Regions from separate parts of the Pan troglodytes genome. Here region 1 is linked to region 2. Evidence: chromatin contacts called from public HiChIP or PLAC-seq data. All regions are on one chromosome and are shown on one strand. The core of a region is the stretch at or near the end of the contact, and the rest is flanking DNA. Distances in the headings are between cores, read along the strand shown.

Region 1 (4,911 bases), core at 1,386-3,885, 140 kb before region 2:
TCGGGTGACCAAAACCACCCACAGGAGGAGCCTACTTCTTCCAAACTTACCAACCCAAACCAGCACTGCACAAAGGGGCACAAGGCAGCGACACCAGATCTGACCAGTGCCCAAAGCCCTGCCCACTACGCCTTGGGATAAGGAGAGAATGCGAGGTGGCACAGAGCACACAGCCCCACCCATCACCCCTGGTCCCCCAGGCCTCTTCCGCTGCCGCCTGCTCACAGGTCCACTGCCAGGACCCTCCAGAAAAGAAAAAAAGAAAAAAGGAAACAACAAGGAAAAGAAAAGCAAGAAAGGAATCCAGATGCCATCTCCTTCCCAAGGCCTTCCCAGGTGCCGCTGTGCACAGCTAAGACGCTCACCCATGACTTCCTGCCCCCAGCACCCTCAGTCATCACTGCCTCACTGGCTTCAGAAGGGTCTCGCTGAGGGGGCCTCACTCATTCATTCCACAGGGACTGAGAGAGCGGTGCACCAGGAGCTAGAGAAACAGACGCTCACCCTGGGCAAGCAGACAAACCTCACCGTGAAACACTCAACGGCTGAGAGAGGGAGCTAATGCGGCTGGGAGGCCAGCACTGCCCAGCTCGAGGACAGGCAGGAGCTCTAAGAGGTAACAGAGCCCGAAGATCACTGGAGTCTTCGAGTGCTCTGAGTTCACCTCGTGAAAGGTTTTGAGCAGAGAAATGAAAATATCCAACTTCAGTCTTAAAACTATCATTCTGTTGCCCTGGTTACAAGGCAGTGTTGTGGCCTGAATTGTGTCTCCCCAAAAAATATGTTTAAGTCCTAACCTCTGGGTACCTATGAATGTGACCTTGTTTGTAAACAGGGTCTCTGCAGATGTAAATAAGATGTAATTTAGACCAGGCGCGGCGGCTAACGCCTATAATCCCGGCACTTTAGGATAAAGATTAGCATAAAGATTCTTTACTTCCAAAGGGACTTGCTTCCCTTTGGGAGGCCGAGGCGGGCGGATCACGAAGTCAGAATTTCGAGATCAGCCTGGCCAACATAATGAAACCTCAGCTCTACTGAAACTACAAAAATTAGCCCGGCGTGATGGCTCACACCTGTAATCCCAGCTACTCAGGAGGGTGAGGCAGAACTGCTTGAACCTGGGAGGCGGAGGTTGCAGTAAGCCGAGATCACGCCATTGCACTCCAGCCTGGGCGACAAAGCAAGACTTTGCTTCAAAAAAAAAAAAAATTTATATATATATATATATATATATATATATATATATATATATATATAAATAATTTAAGACAAGGTTATACTGGAGTAGGGTGGGCCCTTAATCCAACATTACTGATGTCCTTATGAGAAAAGAGTCGGGCTCACTGAGGAAGGAGGATCATCACTTGAGGCCAGGAGTTCAAGAACAGCCTGGGCAAAATAGTGAGACCCCCATCTCTACCAAAAAAAAAACAATTAGCCAGGTATGGTGGCACATGTCTGTAGTCCTAGCTACTCGGGAGGCTGAGGAAGGAGGATCACTTAAGCCCAGGAGTTTGAGGTGACAGTGAGCTATAATAATGACACTGTACCCCAGCCTGGGTGACAGTAAGAGACCTTGTCTACAGATCTTTGAGAATAAACTCTGTTGTTTTAAGCCACGCGGTCTGTGGCACTTTCTTACAGCAGCCTCAGGAAACCAGGGGAAACCAGGCGGCGACGCGCAAAGCCGGAAAGGCGGGAGAGGAGGGGAAATGATAATGTCCCAGGCTTGGCCCAGCGCGGCAGGGTGAAGGTGAGGGCGGCTTGGGTTTTGTCTGCTTTGACTGGCGGCAGTGCCTAGGGACTCAGCACGTGGAGTGTGAAGAAAGAGGAATCAAAGACAACTGCGAGGCTCTGAACGCACAGCCAGGAAGATGGAGCTGCCATCACAGCGCCAGTCAGGCGGAGGAGGGAGCAGGTTGGGAGAAGAGAGCCTGATGTGTGCCTAGTGCGAAATGCCTGAGACATCCAGTGGAGACGCAGGAGTCCCCAAAAAATTATCAGTGTGCTCAAAATCCAGATGGCAGGAGAGCTACGAGGTAGACGCGTCCCCCAGCGCGCGTGTGGCGAGGACAGACCCAAGACATTCTGACCTACAAAGACCAGTGCGGGACGCAGCTGCGGGGCGGCGGGACAAGGAGAGGGGCTCGGGGCCCGCGCGCAGCTCCCGAGGTGGTGCAGGCCCTGGCGCCCGCGGGCTTCCTAAGACATCCCACGGGTGGGCTTCGGGGGAGTAGGGCGCCCTGTAGACCCAAGAGAAGCCTGGGGGGCTGCAGCTCGCGCAGGCCCGGCGCCCCCACGCCCCCGCCCCGCCGCCCGCCCCCTCGGCCGCCAGGCACTCACGTAGCGGCTGCACATGGCCACGGCGAGGTTGCGCAGGTGCGGCGTGGCCCCCACCCACAGGAACAGCGAGTCCGTCAGCCGCATGACGTGGAAGTGGACCAGCTGCTCCCACAGCCTCGCGCTGAAGTTGTGCAGGGAGACGTCCCCGCCGGCGGCGACAACCAGCCCCTCCATGCCGCCCCACGGCTCCCGGCCCACAGCGCCAGACCCGGGTCCTCGCCGCTGCCAGCCCCGCCAGACCCGATGGAGCGAGCACCGAGAGACCGAGCGCGCTTTCGCTTTCGGCCCCGAAAAGGCGGGGGTGAGGGGCGTGGTCGGGGAGGGGCGATCCCGGGCTTGGGTTGGGGGCGTGGTCGAGGCGGGGCGGCTGCCGGCCCTGGGTGGAGTAGGCGTCCCTGGTTGTCTTGCTGGCCTCTCCCGCACACCAGTACCTCTCTGGACGGGCTGGGGAAACCCACTTTAGTAGCAGAGTGCGACAGTGACCTCTAGGAGCCCACGGGCGCCCAGCAGAACTCGCCCTCGCTTTGTTTCCCCCCACCCCCTAACTGTTACTGACGCGGGGCATTCAAGGGCTGAAGCCAGCCGCACCGTCCTCCCAGGCCGTGACACTTCGCCCTACAGACATTAAGTTAATTAAAAATTTAAAAAGACTAATTTTTAATTAGTTCTTTAAGCACTCTGAGAACGGCCACCTCCCGTCCCACCTCCTCCTCCTAGCAGCCCTTTAACTCCAAGGAGGCTTCGACGGTACCCAGCCCTAATTAAGAATGGCAATGGTATTGGGGGAAAGCCTTTAGAAAGGAAAATTGTGTCAACTAAGTTGGCAGGAGGATGGGCAGGCACCCTTTTGGACGCCGAGTCCCGAGCTGCAGTCATGTACATGGCCCCGGGCTACCCCCTTAACCTCTCTGAGACTCAGTTTCCTCATCTGCAAAATGCAAATAAGAACAGGTGCCTTTCCGAGACGTGGAAAGGATCTCAAGAGAGATTAATGGGAAGCACCAACAATCATCCCATTGTCATACCTATGGAGAGACCCCTTGAACACTTCAGGACGTTACAGAGTTGAAAAGAGGAAGCCTTCGATGGGTTAAGAGAGAAGGTGGTAAAAGAAAACAGCCCATTTTGTCAGATTCTGTTACAACTGACTAATTTAGAGATTTAACTTGAAACTATAAAAGGTCTGCTTTTAAAATCCCTAATAGATCTAAGTTGACTAAATTGAAATTTAAGAGGGCATTTTCCATAGTTCTATTTGCTAATTATCGATGATTCAATAATACAGTTAATTTTCAGGTCAATATTTTAACAGCTTTATTAAAATGTGATTAACATACAATAACTGCACGTATATAGTGTACAAATTGAAGTCTTGACACGTTATAGCCAGTGAAATCATCATCACAATCCACAAAGTGAACGCGTCCAGTACTCCCTCCTGCCCTCAGTAATGACTCCTGCCCCCAACCACTGATCTGCTTCCGGCCACACAGATTAGTCTGCATTTTCCAGAGTTTTGTATCAGTGGAATCACACAGTATGTACTGTTTTTTGTCCAGCTTCTTTCCTTCATCATAATTATCTTGGGTTCATCTGCTTGTGTGTCAATGGCTTGTGTCTTTGTATTACTAAGCAGTGTTCTATTGTATGGCTACACCATAATTGTTTTATCCCTTTACATTGTGATTTGAGGCCCTTCAATCAGCTAGGAGGACCCAAAGATTAAGGAAACAAAGTTACCGACCGGTGGAGAGTTCAAGGCCTGGCTGGCATGGCAAATTTCTCAATCTGGATTGTAATGATGGTTTCACTGGTTATACATGTCTCAAAACCTCCATGCTCCTCTCTCTCTCCAGCTTTGCTGTCACTGCTCGGGAAACACACAGGCAGAGGGTCACAGCCAGTCATGCCCAACATCAGCGGTCCCGGAACACTGCCCTGCAGTCCCTAGACAGCGTCCTCTCTCACTCCCCTTGACTATGCTCCCCAAACCCTGAGCTGACCCAAACCCAAGTTCAGCAGATGCCCTTGCTTCTGATGTTATGAAGAAAATAGAGGTGACAAAGCCAGATTTTCCCAGCTCCTTGTCCCTCTCCTAAAATGCTTATCTTCATTGGACCCTATCTTTCCTTCTGCTCACTCTGTGACAGTGAAAGATAAAGATGTCCCTCGTTGTACAGAAGGTCAATCCATCCACCTGTGCTCTGACCCTGTCCTTTCACGTCCTCAGGAACCCCCCTCATTATCTGTGATGTGTCTCCAAAGAGCCTGCATGTGCCACCTAGGTCCACTTCAAAAAAAACTTGTCCCAACTGCTACAAATCCTACCTTCTGCCACGGCCTCCTCTAGAGCCTGCACACCCTCCCCGTGGCAGCCCACATGCAATAACTGATGGAGGCAGACTATGAAAGCCAGGCCAGTTTGCCCCAGTGCAGGACAACTCACAACTCTGATGGGCCATTTTGGCTCCAGAGTGCCCAGGGAGTCAGCCCACCCTGCCTACTGCAAGGGCGGTATTCACCTTACACTATCAAAAGAAATCAAGAATGGATGGTCAGGCGGCT
Region 2 (4,925 bases), core at 1,380-3,879:
TGTCGCCCAGGCTGGAGTGCAGTGGCGCCATCTCGGCTCACTGCAAGTTCCGCCTCCCTGGTTCACACCATTCTCCTGCCTCAGCCTCCCAAGTAGCTGGGACTACAGGCACCCGCCATCACGCCCGGCTAATTTTTTTGTGTTTTTAGTAGAGACGGGGTTTCACCCTGTTAGCCAGGATGGTCTCAATCTCCTGACCTCGTGATCTGCCTGCCTCAGCCTCCCAAAGCGCTGGGATTACAGGCCTGGCCCATCTCCTTTTTCTTCTACATACTCCCTACCCCTACCTCTGCCCTTAGTCAAAGGATAACTGAAACACAGCCCTTTTGAAAAAATGAGGTCCTGTTTTATCTTTTGGTTTAATCTTATTTGCCAGTCTCAAGTAAAAAAGAAACAAACGTGGAAACAGATGTGTTGAATACAGGTACATCTAATCTTAACACACCATTTCTGGAAAAATAAAAGACAGAATTGGGTAGTAATAAGGTCTGACCAAACTATAAGCTCCTTATCTACAGAAATATTATTAAAGGGGCATCAATGAAGCCACCAAGCAATGGCAATACTGACCCTGCCATTTACTTATTATGATTACTGCCCTATTCCTCTGAGAAATTCATTTCTACAGTTAAGATAGCTTAGGATCGGCCGGGTGTGGTGGCTCACACCTGTAATCCCGATACTTTGGGCGGCCCAGGTGGGTGGATCACGAGGTCAGGATCACGAGGTCAGGAGATCAAGACCATCCTGCCCAACATGGTGAAACCCCATCTCTACTAAAAACACAAAAATTAGCCGGCCATGGTGGCAGGTACCTGTAATCCCAGCTACTCGGGAGGCTGAGGCCACGAGAATCGCTTAAACCTGGGAGGCAGCGGTTGCAGTGAGCGAGATCACAACACTGCACTCCAGCATGGGCAAAAGAGCGAGAGTCAGTCTCAAAAAAAAAAGAACTATATTGGTACAATCACAGTAACTTATTTCGATGCCTTTCTGCAGACAGGAAACTGGAAAAAATAATCATTTTCACTGTTAATTTATACAGCTGTAGCCAGTAACATGTTTTTCCATCTATCAAAATAGCCCTGACCATCTTATAATAATTCTAAAATTAAAGGAGCTAGTCAATTGCAATATGAAATTTTAAAAGCTGGTCAGATTTGCCCTCTTTTCTCCTTCTAAATCAAGTTTTCAAACTAAAAGTTTCTATGTTGGATCAAGTACAGTTCTAAACGCTGTGTATTTATCTAGTACTGACTTTATGAAAGTAGCCCATCAACAGTCAACTGCGCACATGCACTGTGTACGTTCGTTGTATACGTGTGTTTGCATGTGTGTAGGGATGTATGTAGAGAATAAAGTAAAACAAGCTTCATGCCGCTCTATCCACATTTCTGCCCAGTATCTCTTGGGACCAAGAGTATCCATTTTCAAGACAGAAGGTCAGAAATTAATCCAGTTTTTTTGTTATTGTTTTACCTGAAATGGGGGGACAGGTGGGAGGACAAAAGAGAATAAAGCAGATTCCTGGGCATCTCCACACATGTAGATCAGATCCTCTGGGAGTGAGGCCCAGGATTCTGAATTTTCAGTTCCCAACGTGATTCTTTTGCACATTAAGATCAGCAAGCAAAGAGAAGACTTAGGGCTCTCGGGGCCCGTGATTAAAGCCTTAGCGGTACTCAGGCTCAGGCTGATTTCTGACATAAGAGAAAGAAGAGATTATTGTCCTTATGCCCTTAGTGTGGACTCTGGACAGAGCAATGGACTAATGAGGGCGTTGGGATTCTAGTCCGTGCTCCGTCACGGGTGAGTCCATACTACAGGCAAATGTATCTCCCTGGGTCTCTCTGGTCTGCACACTGAAGGGGCTGCACTCTATAGCCCAAGCCTCCACGGCTCCAGACTCCTTGAACTGAGGCTGACCGAGGCGCATGCACGATCGAGGGGCTCGAGCACCAAGCGCGGCTGGCCCCCAGGATCGGGGTCTCGCGGCACAAAGGGCGACAGGGCAGCCAGGCCGCGCCCACGCCCCGTGCCCGCGCGCCGGGAACTCCTGCTGTCGGCACGCGCCCCTCCCGCCGCCCCTCGAGCGCGCCGATGCTGGGGATCCCCGGGGCGAGGTGGCCGCCATTACCCGAACGCGGCCGCGGGTCCGGCCCGTGGGACGTGGATCCCGGGCTTCAGCGCTGAGAGCAGCAGCCGCAGGCGCAACACGCCCCGGCCGCCCAGCACAGCCACCATGGTCACAGGTCGCGTAGCTGCCGGGAGCGCGCATGCGCTAAGACCAAGCGCGGTACCCGGCCCACTCTGCCCCGAAGCCACGCCCTCTGCTCCGCCCATCTCGCCTCTCCATCCTGCTCCGCCCTCTGCCCGCCCCGCCCCGAAGCCACGCCCTGCCGGGTGCTTTCCCATGGGCGACCGAAACTCGGCTCGTGGTTTCGCAGTCCTGGAACGGCCGGCACCCGCGTAGACCGTCCCCTCTCGGTGCTGGCTCTGGCTCCCGGGACGAGTGTCCCCGTCGGCGCTGCCCCGCCCTCGCTCGTCGCCTCAGCGACCATGGCTTTTCCAGGAGGCGAGGCCGCCAGCCATAGCGCCTTCGCTGCGTGGGCGTCCAGGCGGGGCTCCGGAGTGGGCGGGGCTCCGGAGTGGGCGGGGCTCCGGCTCTAGGCAGGCTGCTATGTTGGATCAAGTAAAGTTCTAAACGCTGTGCACCTATCTAGTACTGACTAGTACTAGGAAGTGTATTTGCTTTTCAGAGATGATGGGATCTAAATTTTGTTTATACCACTTCACACCCATTAGGATGGCTACTAGCAAAACCCCCAGAAATTAGTGTTGGTGAAGATGTAGAGAAATTGAAGCCCTTGTATATTGCTGTTGGGAATGTAAAATGGTGCAGCCACTGTGATGAACAATACTGCGGTTCCTCAACAAATCAGTTATATGATCCAGCATTTTCTTTTCTGGGTATATAACCCAAAAGAATTTAGAACAGGGTGTACAAGAAGAAATGTTTTTACACTCACGTTGACAGCGGCACTATTCACAATAGCCAAAAGGGTGGAAGCAATTTAAGTGTCCAAAAACAGATACATGGATAAGCAAAATGTTGTCTGTGCATGCAAGGGAACGTTTTTTAGCCTGAACAAAGAACGAAATTCTGACACTTGCTACTACATGGATGAACCTGGAGGACACTATGCTGAGGGAGGTAAGCCAGTCAAAAAAAGACAAATACTGTGTGATTCCACTTATATAATAAGGTACCTAGAGGAGTCAAACTTATAGGGACAGAAAATAGAATGGGGGTTGTTGAGGGCTGGTGGAAGGGGGAATGGAAAGTTGGTGTTTCATGGGGACAGAGTTTCAGTTTGGAGAGATGAAAAAGTCCTGGGGATGGATTTTGGTGATGCCTGCATTACATTGTGAGTGTACTTACTGCCACTGAACTACACACCTAAAAGTGGTTTAAGTGGTAAGTTTTATGTATGTTTTACCACAATTAATTTTTTTCTTTTGGCTGTATAATTGCAGCTTTATAAAGGTTATAGACATTATCTAATTGAAATCTCAGTGGAGAAAAAAAACAACTATTTCTTTTTAAGTCAATCGTTCTGCCTTAATTGGAAATAACTGGCAGATTTGTGGCTACTGTTGTAGCCTTGGCTTGAATAATTGGAGACAACAGCTTCTTTGCATATTGCATTTCTTTTCCTCCAAGAGACCTTTTTGGTGTAACAGTCAGTCCTGTGAGCACAGTGCTTGTAGGTGTTACACTCATAGAAATTTCTGTCACCTGCAGTGTCCTCACTGGCCCATTGGGCTTTCTTGAGTAGTAAAGGCAGTTTTGGCCTAAATACAGACTATGCAAAAGTTTTCATATTCTACTCTCAACATAAATCTATCACATTAATTCCTGCATAAAAGGAAAGAGACATATATAATGTTTGAGTTTAATATCATTTGACTTTCAGAAATCTTTGGTGAGGTCAGTATTTCCTTTTTTCCTGATATGTTGATTGGGGTTTCATCTCAGAAATGATAAAAATAGCTGTCTGTACAGTTTCAACACCAGTTACCCTTGTGCTAATAAAAAACGGTAGCACTGAGTTTTAGGTTATTGGTGTCACAATTTTTTTTTTTTTTTTTTGAGACGGAGTTTTGGTCTTGTTGCCCAGGCTGGAGTGCAATGGCGCAATCTCAGCTCACTGTAACCTCTGCCTCGCAGGTTCAAGCAATTCTCCTGCCTCAGCCTCCTGAGTAGCTGAGATTACAAGCACCCGCCACCATGCCCGGCTAATTTTTGTAATTTTAGTAGAGACGAGGTTTTGCCATGTTGGCCAGGCTGGTCTCAAACTCCTGACCTCAGGTGATCCACCCGCCTCAGCCTCCTAAAGTGCTAGGATTACAGGTGTGCGCCACCGCGTCCAGCGTGGTGTCACTATTTTTAAGTAACATACCTGACAACCAGTTCTTTATATATAGCAAGATTGTACAGTTTAAAAAAACTGCCATTTTTGTGCCAGGCACCTTACGATGCATCATATTTCTTTAATCTTCACATCAGCCTTCTGTGCTATTGCACTCTTCATTTATAGATGAGGCAACTGAGGCTAAGAAAGGTTAGGAAGCAAGCCCTAGGTAACACAGCTGAAAAGTAATTTTGAGCTGCTCAATTTCAGGACTCTATACTTGGATAATGACAGCGAAAGGTTAGGAAGCAAGGCCTGGGTAACACAGCTGAGAAGGGGCAGAGGGGAGTTTTGAGCCGCTCAATTTCAGGACTCTATACTTGGATAATGATGGCGAAAGGTTAGGAAGCAAGGCCTGGGTAACACAGCTGAGAAGGGGCAGAGGGGAGTTTTGGGCTCTCAATTTCAGGACTCTATACTTGGATGATGATGATTGCTATTATTATTGAG

The links. HiChIP or PLAC-seq counts read pairs in DNA pulled down with a chosen protein or histone mark.
Region 1: an H3K4me3 HiChIP or PLAC-seq map of stem cell-derived excitatory neurons shows a contact between it and region 2, with 4 times the contacts expected there. The contact joins the promoter of PSMG4 here to the promoter of BPHL in region 2. A contact is called at or near these places in 4 of 7 Hi-C or Micro-C datasets (blood, induced pluripotent stem cells, a lymphoblastoid cell line and 1 more), 1 of 1 datasets of contacts at active chromatin or transcription factors (stem cell-derived excitatory neurons) and 1 of 1 other capture datasets (stem cell-derived neural stem cells).

Annotation. Positions count from the first base shown.
Region 1 is chr5:9,209,870-9,214,780 of NHGRI_mPanTro3-v2.0_pri, reverse strand. PSMG4 (proteasome assembly chaperone 4) reads right to left here and starts at 2,635. Exons shown (of 4, transcript XM_518211.8): 1 at 2,347-2,635. The coding sequence starts at 2,520.
Region 2 is chr5:9,067,204-9,072,128 of NHGRI_mPanTro3-v2.0_pri, reverse strand. BPHL (biphenyl hydrolase like) reads right to left here and starts at 2,629. Exons shown (of 8, transcript XM_009450409.4): 1 at 2,423-2,629; 2 at 1,480-1,700. The coding sequence starts at 1,535.